Linked DNA regions of Mus musculus: all the other regions are linked to region 2. Evidence: chromatin contacts called from public Hi-C data. All regions are on one chromosome and are shown on one strand. The core of a region is the stretch at or near the end of the contact, and the rest is flanking DNA. Distances in the headings are between cores, read along the strand shown.

The links. A called contact is a pair of places that touch in the nucleus more often than the background predicts.
Region 1: a contact with region 2 is called in a Hi-C map of cerebellum, with 2.4 times the contacts expected there. The contact joins the enhancer-like site here to the promoter of A330008L17Rik in region 2. A contact is called at or near these places in 1 of 39 promoter capture datasets (hippocampal neurons), 2 of 484 Hi-C or Micro-C datasets (cerebellum and cerebral cortex) and 1 of 115 datasets of contacts at active chromatin or transcription factors (embryonic forebrain).
Region 3: a contact with region 2 is called in a Hi-C map of cerebellar granule neurons, with 2.5 times the contacts expected there. The contact joins the enhancer-like site here to the promoter of A330008L17Rik in region 2. A contact is called at or near these places in 3 of 39 promoter capture datasets (cranial neural crest, hippocampal neurons and neural stem cells), 1 of 484 Hi-C or Micro-C datasets (cerebellar granule neurons) and 2 of 115 datasets of contacts at active chromatin or transcription factors (embryonic forebrain and embryonic midbrain).

The regions. Positions count from the first base shown.
Region 1 is chr8:98,683,099-98,687,010 of GRCm38.p6, forward strand. No RefSeq gene overlaps it. Among named protein-coding and RNA genes, the nearest start is that of Gm23494, 9.9 kb to the left of the region's middle. Within about 2 kb of position 2,218, at least 9 of the 459 cell types and tissues checked have an H3K27ac peak or open chromatin away from gene starts, as enhancers often do. A contact at or near this core is called in cerebellum, where this site is marked.
Region 2 is chr8:99,414,476-99,418,609 of GRCm38.p6, forward strand. A330008L17Rik (RIKEN cDNA A330008L17 gene) reads left to right here and starts at 2,199. Exons shown (of 5, transcript NR_132435.1): 1 at 2,199-2,302. Cdh8 (cadherin 8) reads right to left here and starts at 1,996. Exons shown (of 12, transcript NM_007667.3): 1 at 1,607-1,996.
Region 3 is chr8:98,796,305-98,800,018 of GRCm38.p6, forward strand. No RefSeq gene overlaps it. Among named protein-coding and RNA genes, the nearest start is that of Gm23494, 120 kb to the left of the region's middle. Within about 2 kb of position 1,292, at least 9 of the 459 cell types and tissues checked have an H3K27ac peak or open chromatin away from gene starts, as enhancers often do. A contact at or near this core is called in cerebellar granule neurons, where this site is marked.

The sequences.
Region 1 (3,912 bases), core at 968-3,467, 730 kb before region 2:
CAAACATCTGCTGATGGCCTCCATGGTCTAACATGTGTTTCAGTTTGGCTGTCATTTGCCGAGCACCATAGGGCTTGCAGAAGATATAATTTTTAATAATAATAATGAAAATAATAATAAATAGTAATAAAGTTCAAAGAAAGAGTCTATCAAACTGTATCACCAACCTATTAGATGTACCTTTCTTTCTAAATATGAATATCCCATTCCAACCTGCATCTTTCACACTGTCCACCTAAATCATTGAAGTAGACTTTTGACAAGCTTTAGGTCCCTAATTGACACGTTTTACTGTTATAGCCCATTGCCTTGTGGACACTAAGGCAAAATATCTAAGTTCATAAGGTTGTACTTTTATTGTCTCTTAACCTGGTTTCTACCAAATATTTGCGTACAATGCATTGAGCTTCAATTCTAGTGTAATGTACAGGACAGTACCACATGAGGTTACCATTTTCAATACTAAAATGCAGATACAAATCCTTGTAACTATTGGTTCTTCTCCGTTGCTTCATTTGTAAAATTAGGTACTATGATTGAGCACGAGTATTACATTAAAGACACAAATAAGAAAATTCCACAAAACATTATCCTAAGTTAATTCTTATGGACTTGTACATGTATTCAAATGCATTCCAGTGTTCATACATTATACCTCATACATCAGTTGTTGGAAAACAACTGAATATGAAACATCAATATCATTTAACATGGGGAACTTATGGGCTTGTGAATGACCAAGGAAAGCAGCAGGAAGCAAGTAGACAGAAAGTAGAAGACTGTAACCTCAACCAAGCGCAACACATCACAAAATGTGATTGTGTTGCAAAATGTCTCTTCCAGCATTCTGCTTAGTTCTTGCGTCTCAGTGAAACACATAGAACTGGTTATGGATCAGAGATGATCTGGTAGGCAGGATCTTCCCTCGTGTTTTTGTTGTTGCTTGCCTGTTTGTTTATTTTTGTTTCACTATTAAAACCATAATTTCATTTCACTGTACAAAGACAATGTAATTCTCTGCCTTGCCCAGACAGAGCCAGGGCACCAGGTTTGATAGCATCCTCTTCCTCATTTAGAAATTAAATTAAGGACTTGTGGAGAACAGGTGTTGCTACAGATTTAGTGATCACTGTACTAGATTGAGTGCTTTGAAATTAGAAACTGGTGTGATTCCTTCTGAGATGGCATTGAGAGGTATCTGCAGGTAAAGGAAGATGGCCACCAATGGTAGGCAGTACATTTGCTTATCATTAATTTTTTTACCTTGCATTATCACCATCTCTAATATCTGTTTACAATTTTTGTACTTCCTTTCTCTGAAGGAGGAGCCATCCCTCTCTGAGTTCTGGGGCAATGGCTGTGACTAGTTCATATATATGCATCCTGAGACACTCCATTGCAGGCCTGAAGATGTTCTAGTGTCTGTAGGCAAAGATGAAAATTCTTCCCTAACCACTAATGAAAAAAAAAAGCAGATCATTTACATGTGCCAATTCAAATATGGCTTACGGGTAATAACTTTTCCTTGGACTGTGCCTTTATGATATGACATTGGGAATATATAGATCCGACTCAGAAAAAGCTCCACAGTTAGATCAACATGTCCTGCCAAAGTGCTTACTATTTTCAGTTGCCTCTTCTATACTCCTTATGGTACCTCACCATGTTCCAGCCTTCAATTCTCACGACAGCTATTATAGTAACTTCCAAAATGAGTTCTTGCTTTTGGTTTTGCCCGTATACCAACATTTTTTTTTTCTCATGTCCAATCCAGTGTTGCTTTTAAAAACATGAATCGATGGTACTAGACTTCCACGGAGATTCCATCAGATTTTCTGCATTACTTACGCAATATATCCCATATTACTAAGAGAAGCTATGACAGTCTGACATCTTGCTCTGGGTCACCCTTCTAATCATGTCTCCTGCTTTAGATCTATTCTTCACAATCTGGCAGTCTTCAGAGCGAAATTTATCTTTTGCAATTCTTTGCTCATGATACCTGATATTTGGCTGCATTGTAAAGGGAAATAAGTAAGGCAGTTAAAAATATATATACATTCTCCTATGGCAAATAAGAGTTTCTTACGCAACGGAAGGTTCAATCACCTTAGAGAGAGCAAAGAGCTTCTGTGTCCGGAGAGGACCGTCTTGCCAGTTTGCTATGGTGGGGACCGTTGCCTGCTGTAGTCTGTTGGCATCGTTCTTTCTCCGTGAGCCCTGGCTTCTCCCATGCGGCATGTGGAGAAGCAAAGCTGCCAATACATGCCGAACCCCAGCCTTTGGATCCCGTCCCTTGAAATAGTCGCTGCCTTGCAATTTTATGCCAAAAAAACAAATTTAAAACACAGAGAGAAAATTCTAAAACTGACTCACCCAAATAACTCCTCTAACTATTTTAGTTTAAGTGTAGTGTGTGGATAACAATGTCTTCTCCAGTCTGAGAGATACAGCTATGTTGGAGCTGAAATGAAATTATGGGCAAAGAAGATGAGAGAAAAGAGTTTAAGTCCTGAACCTAAAACTATAAATTTCTTTCATTTGTCAAATCCCCAACCACAAGACATCATTCTTTATATATTAGTTTTTGTTATTTTTTTTGTTTTGTTTTTTTGTTTTTTGTTTTTTTGCAGTGCTCTGACAAAATAATTGACAAACCAGCCTAATGAAAAAAGTGGTTTTTAATATCATCGTCATCGTCATCGTCATCATCATCATCATCATCAGGGATGGAGAGATGCCCAAGTGGTTAAGAGCACTGACTGCTCTTCCAGAGGATCGATTCCCAGTACCTACATGACAGCTCACAACTGTCTGTAACACCAAAATCCCATACCCTCAAATGGAAAGGCATGCAGGCCAAACAACAATGCACATTAAATAAATAAATAAAGGGCCATCCCACTTCAAATTATTATTATTATTATTATTATTAATTATTATTATTTTATTATGCTCATGACTCAAGAAGATGTAACCCCTGGTGGCAAGAACATGGAGTGACCTGTCTCATGGTATCCAACCCAGCAGCAGTGAGAGATGAATTAATGCTGGCATTTAGCTTATTTTCTCTTTTTAGCTTCTTGTTCAGTCAGGAGCCACAGCCCTGTGACGGTGCCAACCACTCAATATAATCTTATCTACATTCTCTTGTGTTTTCCTTTCTCTATTGTACCCTTTTGGAAATGGCCCCAGAGACACAAACCCAGGGATAGGTTTAGTAACTGAATCCTAACCTACCTTCACACTATATAAAATAACTTTGGAAATAATTTCAACCTTCCCCATAGCTTAATTGCATTCTTTTCTACAACAGATAAATTTGCAGTTTCATAGTGCTTGGTAGGTTTTCTTTTTCTTTTTTTTTCATTTAAAACTGAGTTAGAATGAAGATAGGAAGTAAATTGGGCTAGAACCACTTCTACTTTAAAGAAAATGTTTAAATGTATATCTATGTGTCTGATTGGTGAACAAAGAATTTTATGGGGTTAAGTACAGAAGCAGAAATGATTCAAGAGCAAAGGTATCTCCGTCACAATCCTCCCCCTCAGCATGGATGACAGAACACAAAAGCTGCAATGTAGAAACTCATGGCTTAGGACAGGACCTAGTGAGATGGCTGTGTGGTTGTGAGCCTGTAAGTACCAATGTTTGCTTCCCAGGACACATATAAACTGGCTCATCACTGCCTATCATACCAGTCTGAGAGGAACAGAAGGCCTATTCTAGCCTCTGAAGGCACCTGAGTTCACTCTTACTTTCTTACATGGAGACAGATAACATATTAATGAGTAAGAGCAAAATATATTTCAATAAAATAAAAAAATCATAAATCATTCACTGAATTTTATAATTCGATTACCATTTCAAATCTGGCTTTAGTAGATTTTACAGACAATCATCAATACAAAT
Region 2 (4,134 bases), core at 949-3,448:
TCCAGTTGAAATGCTCAAATAATGAAGGTAGAGGTGACAGTCTAGCGAGGGCTTTTAAGCATCCAGATGGCTGTCAAAGTGTTACAAAAGAGGAGAGGAATGTTGAAACGGTCCCAGGCAACCCCAGTTTCTCTATCTGCCTGGCGCTGGTCCCTGATGTGAGAGGATACCGCTCTTGCATACTATCAGAGTTCTTCTCATTCTTTGAAATACAGAGCAAAAAAATAGCTGCTAATCTGGTTAGCAGCTGCGTGGCGCAAAGGGATTGTTGGGACCGTGCCCCCTAAAGAGGAAACTGCTTGCAATCTTCAGAAACCATGGCAAAGTTGAAAAGGCCCCTTCTCCCTCCCAGTTGCTTGGTTATAAGCTCTGCCCTTTAATTGGAGATGAAGTGAGCAGCTGCCAGCCTGATTTTCCATTACAGACTAATGTTGTGCGTTTACGACAATAAACAATTAATGTTGTTTGATTTCTTACGTTTAGCCATCCAAGCTAACAGCTGCCATCTCCGCTCAGGAGGCTAACAGGCTAGTCACTGTCGTGTCTCAAATTGTATGCCTTCAGGCAAGGGGCCACCACCACAAAACTTTGAGAATTTTACAGCATTGGGCAAGGTGAGGTTTTAGTCTTAGGAAGAAGGAAAAAAATCGGAGGAATTGTTGGATACCTGTTGGTATCAGCATCGGAGGCATCACGTTTACCCGGTTTACCAGGCTTGGCTAGAGCCTTAGGAAACCAGGGTAGGTCTCTTATGAACCTGTTACCACGCTGGCGGAACATAGCCAGGAGTCCCTTTCGCCTGCTGTCTGGCAGGGGCGCGGCTGGACCCCCAGGGTTGGCTAAAGCTAAGCACGGAGATCACTGCGAATCTTTATGCACTGTGGGCTCTGGGATAGGGAGAAGTCATTGGGTGCTTGGGAGGGCTGTGGATGCGGGCTCGCTGCTACTGACTGGTCTGTCTGTGGGTCCTAAGCCAGTGCAGAGCAGCATCTTGATGACTACAGAGTGGCTAGGTGGCCCCGGAGCTCCGCAAGTTTGCAGCTGGCACCGCGCCCCCGGGCTGGAACAGACACTTGTGGAAAATCCTGGCGCTGGGGCTTTCGCAGCAGAGCGGTAGCCCTCGGCCCAACCGAGGAGGTCGCCCTCCCACGACTAAGAGGTGGGGACATGCGGAAAACAAGGAACCTGCTCCTCTAGCCTCTCAACGCGCTTTCCTCTCGAGCTCGCTGCCTCCTCTGGGCAGGAGGCGAGTATTTCCCTTTCACCGCACCGACCCCGCAGTGAAGGCGCACCGCTGCAGCAGCGCCTGCCTGCGTCTCCAGGGTGAAACCGACAAGCGACTGCAAAGAAGGAACGGGTGGCGCGGGAACTGGAGGTGGGCAAAATGGGGCTCCGAGAGCAGTTTGCAAAACAGGTTAGGTAGAAGGCAACCCCATCAGCTACAGAAGCAACGAAAGGAGATGCGGCTCGGAGGGTTATCAGTGCTAGCGTTCCTCCATCCCCCAGGTGCGTATGGTGAGTGAGGGCGCGTGGGAATTCCTAAAGGAAGCAATCCCCTCGGCTCTTCCCCGCCCGGAGGCGTACGCGGATAGGGGATAGTACTTACTCAGGTCGGGCTCCGGGATGCGGAAAAGCCTCAAGACTCTGGGTTCATAAATGGCTGGAGGAGCTGAGGGTCAGTTCCCGAGAACAGCTAATGTCCACGAATCCCCGCGCGCAGGGTAATCTCCTCCGGGTCGCGTTCATGCCTCTCAGAGCTGTGGAGCCTGGTGCGGGGATGCGAAGCCGGCGCGCTGGGCTCTGCGTCCACAGCCTAAAAGTACAGCTCCGGTGTTGACGCTCAGGTCTATGCCCAAAGTGACAGTGGCGGAGCTTGGAGGAGGTAGGGAGATTCCAAATCCATCCACTAATTCTGGGCCGAGCGCTCCGGCTTGCGAGCCCGCCTGCCTGCCAAATGTAACTGTGAAGTGATGTGGAAAAGTGAGCCGGGTGCCTCCCCTGACGGATCTCATTGGGCAGAGCTCAGAGGCAGGTCTACCACTTGGAAATTCATGTAAGCAGTCCCCCACCCCGCCCCCTCCCTGCCTTGCCCCTGCGCTCTCCCGCGCTTGGTTTCCACTCCCTTTCCTCCTACCAAGAGTGCGCACAACTTTTCGCTGGTCGCTCACGAGCACGCCCAGCGCGCCTCCGCCGCCGGAGTCACCGGGTGAAGATGAGCCCTTCCAAGCTTTGCGCGCAGCCCGCCGCGCCGCCAAGCTCTTGGATAAAGACTGCTGGCAGATCAGAAAAGGATGCGCAGGAGGTACCCTCCAGCTTTCTCTCTCTAGGTCTCACCTGAGCCCCAAGGCTAACATTATCTTGAAAAGCATCTCAGACGCCCAAAGCTGGTTTCTGTGGAGGGCGAGGATGCGGCAGCGCGTGGACCATTCACCTTTTCCCTCATTCTGAAGACGTCTTGCATAAGGAATTGCATGTTTGCAAGACCACTGCCTGATAAAACTACTGGTTTCATGGGGGTGGGTCGATCAGTCCTAATGCCCTAGGGTTGCTACTCCTTTGGGAGGCGGGGGGGGGGGGGAAGGGACGGAGGGGGGAGATAAGGGACAGTAGAGGCAGTCAAGAGAGATTTGCAGAGAAGTGAATGGGCAGGAAAAGGGTAGAACTTGCTGTGGCCATAAAGAGAGGGTCTGGAAAGCTGTGTCAGAGTGGCTCTGACATGCTGCCCTCCCTCCCCCCTCAGGGGGAGAGTACTGTCCTTGCATCTCCCCTTTTTCTACCAAGTGATGCCCTACCCTTGGATTGCCCAGTCTAATGATAGAATTTCGTAAGCACTCAGTTGTTTTGTTTTTTTTTTAAACAAAACAAATCAAAATCCGCACCCAAGTATAAGCCAATGCATATAGGGGCCACAGACCCATAGACCCAGGTCTCTTTTCTTGTGGCCATCAAGACTAACACGTGGAAATATTCAGCGGCATCGATCTCTGTTTGTCATTTAAACACTGTGAAATACATGACAAATTAAACATCCCTTACCTTTCTTCAAAACTCTCTTCCATGGAAGACAGGGGTTTATCTGTTTTCTGACTCACTAGACTAGACGTGAGCTCTGAAGATGGGTTTTTGACCATCTGGGGACAGAGCTGCAGCAGAAGGGGTGCAGAGGAGCAGACGCACGGGCTGTGGAGCCTGTACTGTCTGACTCGAATTAATGAGACGCAGTGAGCAGAATGGAAAAATAGGCACAATATGCTTATAATACTTATGCAAATTTGGCTTTTTGATGCTGTACCTAACCTCTCACGGTAAAAAGTTGAAGACATTGGCTATCAGGTTATTATCTGTTTGATTCACATTCTCGTTACCCTAAAGAAAGAAACTTGGTAAATTATTTGGGTGGGGGACACTAAAGAAAGAAACTTGGTAAATTATTTGGGTGGGGGACACTAAAGAAAGAAACTTGGTAAATTATTTGGGTGGGGGACAAGGGGTATTTTACCCCTCCAGCAGTTGCTGTTTGTTCTCTATTCAAAGGCTGTGTTCGCTTATGAGGAGGCATTCTGGCTTTGGCTAATTCTGTCTTAGAAAAGAACAGCAGTCAAACTCAATCAAATTATAACTGCCGTTAGACTAGACAGTCCCAAGTGGACAAAGAAATAGATCACACCTTCGGTTGTGCTTAATTTTCAGACATTCATTTTCACTTTGAACAAATGGTCTGAGCCTTTCCTTGGGGTACTTTCTTACATCTAGGAGAAGGAAAAAAAGGTCATATGTTCCTGAAGGCTGCGGATTGTCACAAGTAACAAAGTCATCTCAAAAGAAAAGACTGCCGGAGAGAGGATATCCTCTGATCTAATTTTCCTAAAAAGTAAAACTCAGCTGACAAGCCGAAGGGATTCAGAATCCAATGTCACCAAGTTCAGTTATAAATTTGTTTCAGTCATTGAAGCATGTTTACTCTTGCAATATCAAAGCATGTTATCTTCACTAACTCTTGGACCCCTGAAATTTAAGGTGACCCTATCCACATCCCTAATCTCTATGTGAAGCTCTGCAGTTGGACTTTCCTGACAGTTTCTTAAGGGAGGTCTGGGTGATTAAGAAGTGTGAAAGAGGATTAAGATAATGTTA
Region 3 (3,714 bases), core at 42-2,541, 620 kb before region 2:
TCACAAGGTCTCCCTTTGATGTTTTATGAGCACTATGCTGCTTGTAAATTGGGCAGTGATCTCAGGGTTACAGCTATCACGTGTGGTAACTCATGAGCTTTTAGTGATTCAGTCAACCTTGCTACTAGAAGTAACTGTTAAGAAACTTAGTGGTTTGTCAATCAAGGAAGGGATAGAATTTGGAGGGAGCTGTTGTCACTCACTCTATGGAGTTGATTGAGGTGCACTCCCATTTTCGGAAGGAAAAAATCATGCAGTGTATATGAAAAAAAGAGAAAAAATGGAAAATATTTTGTGAAGACAACAAATGCTTCTTAGCTGAACAGAGTGATCATGGGCAGTGCATACTCTTGTTAATAACATGTATTCTGAACTTGTCATGCAATGGATGTTCTCAATCATGGTGGATTTTGTTCCCGTCATCTTTTAAGTAATATCTATTTGTAAGGGCGATACTATACTTTTCTATTAAAGGGATTTTTTTTCCCTAAAAAATTCCTAACCAATGTTCCTTCCCATAGAGAAGATGGCACCCAAACTTAGGAAAATCTCAAGCACTATGAAAGAGAAAATCGGGCTAAGAAGACTTTATGGCTAAATCGTACTCAATATTCTAAAATTCTAAATTAGATTTCCAACATAAAAGAATGTGGATGCAAATAAAAATCAAGAGTCCAAAGAGAAAGGATGGCTTTTATTTAGTAAAGAGATATTAGTTCTCATTAATTCACTGTAACAAATGGAGAGCATTACTCTCAGATATTCATCATGGAAGAATTGCATATTGGAAATGTTGTCTCAAAGTTTCTTCATTTTTCCTATAAATGCAAATTATTATTATAAAGTAATAACAAGTAACAAAGGGATTAATGGAGTTAATGTAGGAGGAGTTTCCTAGGAAGTAGTGTATTACCAAGTATACTCAAGAAAATATCTTAAGAAGAACACAAGAAGAAAGACACCGAGTCAAAAACTTATGCAATAGTAACGTGTTTGAGGAAATTCAATTGATTTAAAAATTACCACCAAATAGTAAAATGCTTAGAAGGACAAAAGTCTTCCACAAAGCTGGTTAGTAGGTGTGTTTTCCTGGTGAGCAAAACACAAGTTAAAGATGCTGAGATAAATTAATAACAAATCCCTGTTGCTACCATCCTGTGTGTTGCTTTTAAGCACTTTCAATGCTCTGGATTATTGATTTCTTGGAAGGCGAGCAAGGTTCACTTGTGTGATTTCATATGGGTGTCTCACAGAGGAGCCACTTCCACTGCTTGGGGGGAAGACCGCACAGTCAGTGCTTTCCAGCTGGCAGGATCTGCAGGAACAGAAGAAGGGATTGCTGGCAGTAGAGAGGGCAAAGCACTGCCAAAACTTCAGTTGCACAGTTGAAAACTCCATGTGTTTCCCATCACACAGCAATATTTCCACACCTCTTGTGCCATTAATTAAGCTCTCTTTATCCTCAGACTTCTGAGAAGGGACCCACATCTTCCAATGTAGTGATCCATTTTTAATGGGGGCAAGCTTGGGATATTTTTCCACTGGATGGTTTTCTCATGTTTATTTTGCAGACTAGAGCTGAATTTGTTGCAAAAATCCTTATATATTTTCTATAGCAATTGGCTTTCCCATACAACTGACTCTTTGGAGAATACTCATTCAAATCATTGAAGATTGGGTCCTAAATTACATAATCTTATCCATAGAATTTTATTTGGTAGTATTACTATTAGTTGACTGTATTAGTTATTAACAGACTGTGATCTGAATAACTGGGCACTCTAAGTTGTCAACAGCATTGGGTAATTTCAAAATTATAGCATAAATATACAGACATATAGTAATTTAATTAATGGCCAATTTGGACATTGTAATCATCACATAAATAGATTAGATAGAAAAAAGAAATTTTCAATAAGCACATTTAAAAAATATTTTGTTTAACACTTCATTTTTCTTATATTCCCTTGAATTTTTCCTCTGAGATAATCACATGTTCACAAAATGAGTTGAGAAATGTATGAACTTCTAGTACTCTTCCCAATGTGGACATATTTATATTATAATTTGTAAACCCACATAAATGTTAGCATACTCCATATTTTATTCAGATTTTATCTGCTTTACATGTCTTTGGTCTATTCTCTGTCTGTGTGTATGTGAGTGTTTGTGTGTGTGTGCATATATATACGTGTATCACTGTGTGTCTGTATGTGTCTCTGTGTGTGTGTGTGTGCAAGAATATCCATGCTTGCCCATGACTATTTTCCTCTTTTTTAATTAGTTCCTTGGGAATTCAACACTATGTTTATGATAATATTCATCCCATCTCTTAACTGTTCCTAACCATGAAACTTTGTATTCTCATTTTTATTACCTTTCAGTCCAATTTTTGCTGACCACATATTCTTGGAAGAGTAGCCCTTCCAATGCAGTGTGACCAAATTACCAGAAGATACACACTTTTTCAAAAAATTGCTATTAATAAAACAGACAGTATATTCACATAATATAACCTGCTAAAAATTTCCCTCCCCTCATCCATGACCTAATGAATTGACTGGTTCAACCTTGATATGAGGAGAGGTGCCTAGTCTTACTGCAACTTGATATGCCATATTTGGTTGATATGCCTGGAGGCTTGCCCTTTTCTGGGGAGAAATGGGTAGTAGTGTGTGGTAGAATAGAGGAGGAACTAGGAGCAAAGTGGGATACAGACTGCCATAGGGGTGTGATATATAAGAAAATAAATTCATGAATATATATAAAATTTCCTCTCTCTCTACAACCCTCAATTTCAGCCACATCCTCTCCCATCCAGATCTACCCTGTTTTTATATTTCAATAAAAACAAAATGACTTCTAGGATATTAAAATAAACTAAAATGTATAATATAATATAATATAATATAATATAATATGCTTAACAGAAGAGAAGAGCCTAAGAAAATGCAAAACAAACAGATATTGCCACAATGGACAACTTAACTGCACATTTGGAAATCTCATAAAAACAATAAACTGGAAGTCAAGGAGTATACCTAAAGGACCGAAAGGAATGAAAATATTTTCTAAAGTATGTAAATAAAGTAAAAAACAAAAAGTTTTTAAAAAAAGAAGAAGAAAACTCTGAATGGACATTTGAGATGAAGTACCTCTGAAGATGCAAGTGAGTTTATTTTCTTCTGGCCACCTACCCCTGGGCGTGCATGCAACCTATATTTAGACATAGTTTGTTTTCCAGGCAATACCCCATTGGATCAATTATAGTTTCACTTGCATATGTTAAAAAGTGGAGATAGATTCTGTTTTAGGAATGGGAACATGCGTGGATCAGAAACTGAAAGAAAGGCCATCCAGAGACTGCCCCACCTGGGGATTCATCCCATATACAGTCACCAAACCCAGACACTATTGTGGATGCCAAGAAGTGCATGCTGGCAGGGGCCTGCTATGGCTGTCTCCTGAAAGGATTTGCCAGAGCCTGACAAATACAGGGGCAGATGCTTGCAGCCAACCATTGGACTAAGCGGGGGAGTTAGAGAAAGGACTGAAGGATCTGAAGGGGTTTGCAACCACACAGGGAGAACAACAATATTAATCAACCAGATCCCCCAGAGCTCCCAGGGACTAAACTACCAACCAAAAAGTACACATGGGGAGTGGGGCACTCATAGTTCTAGCCACATATTTAGCAGAGGATGGCCTTGTTGG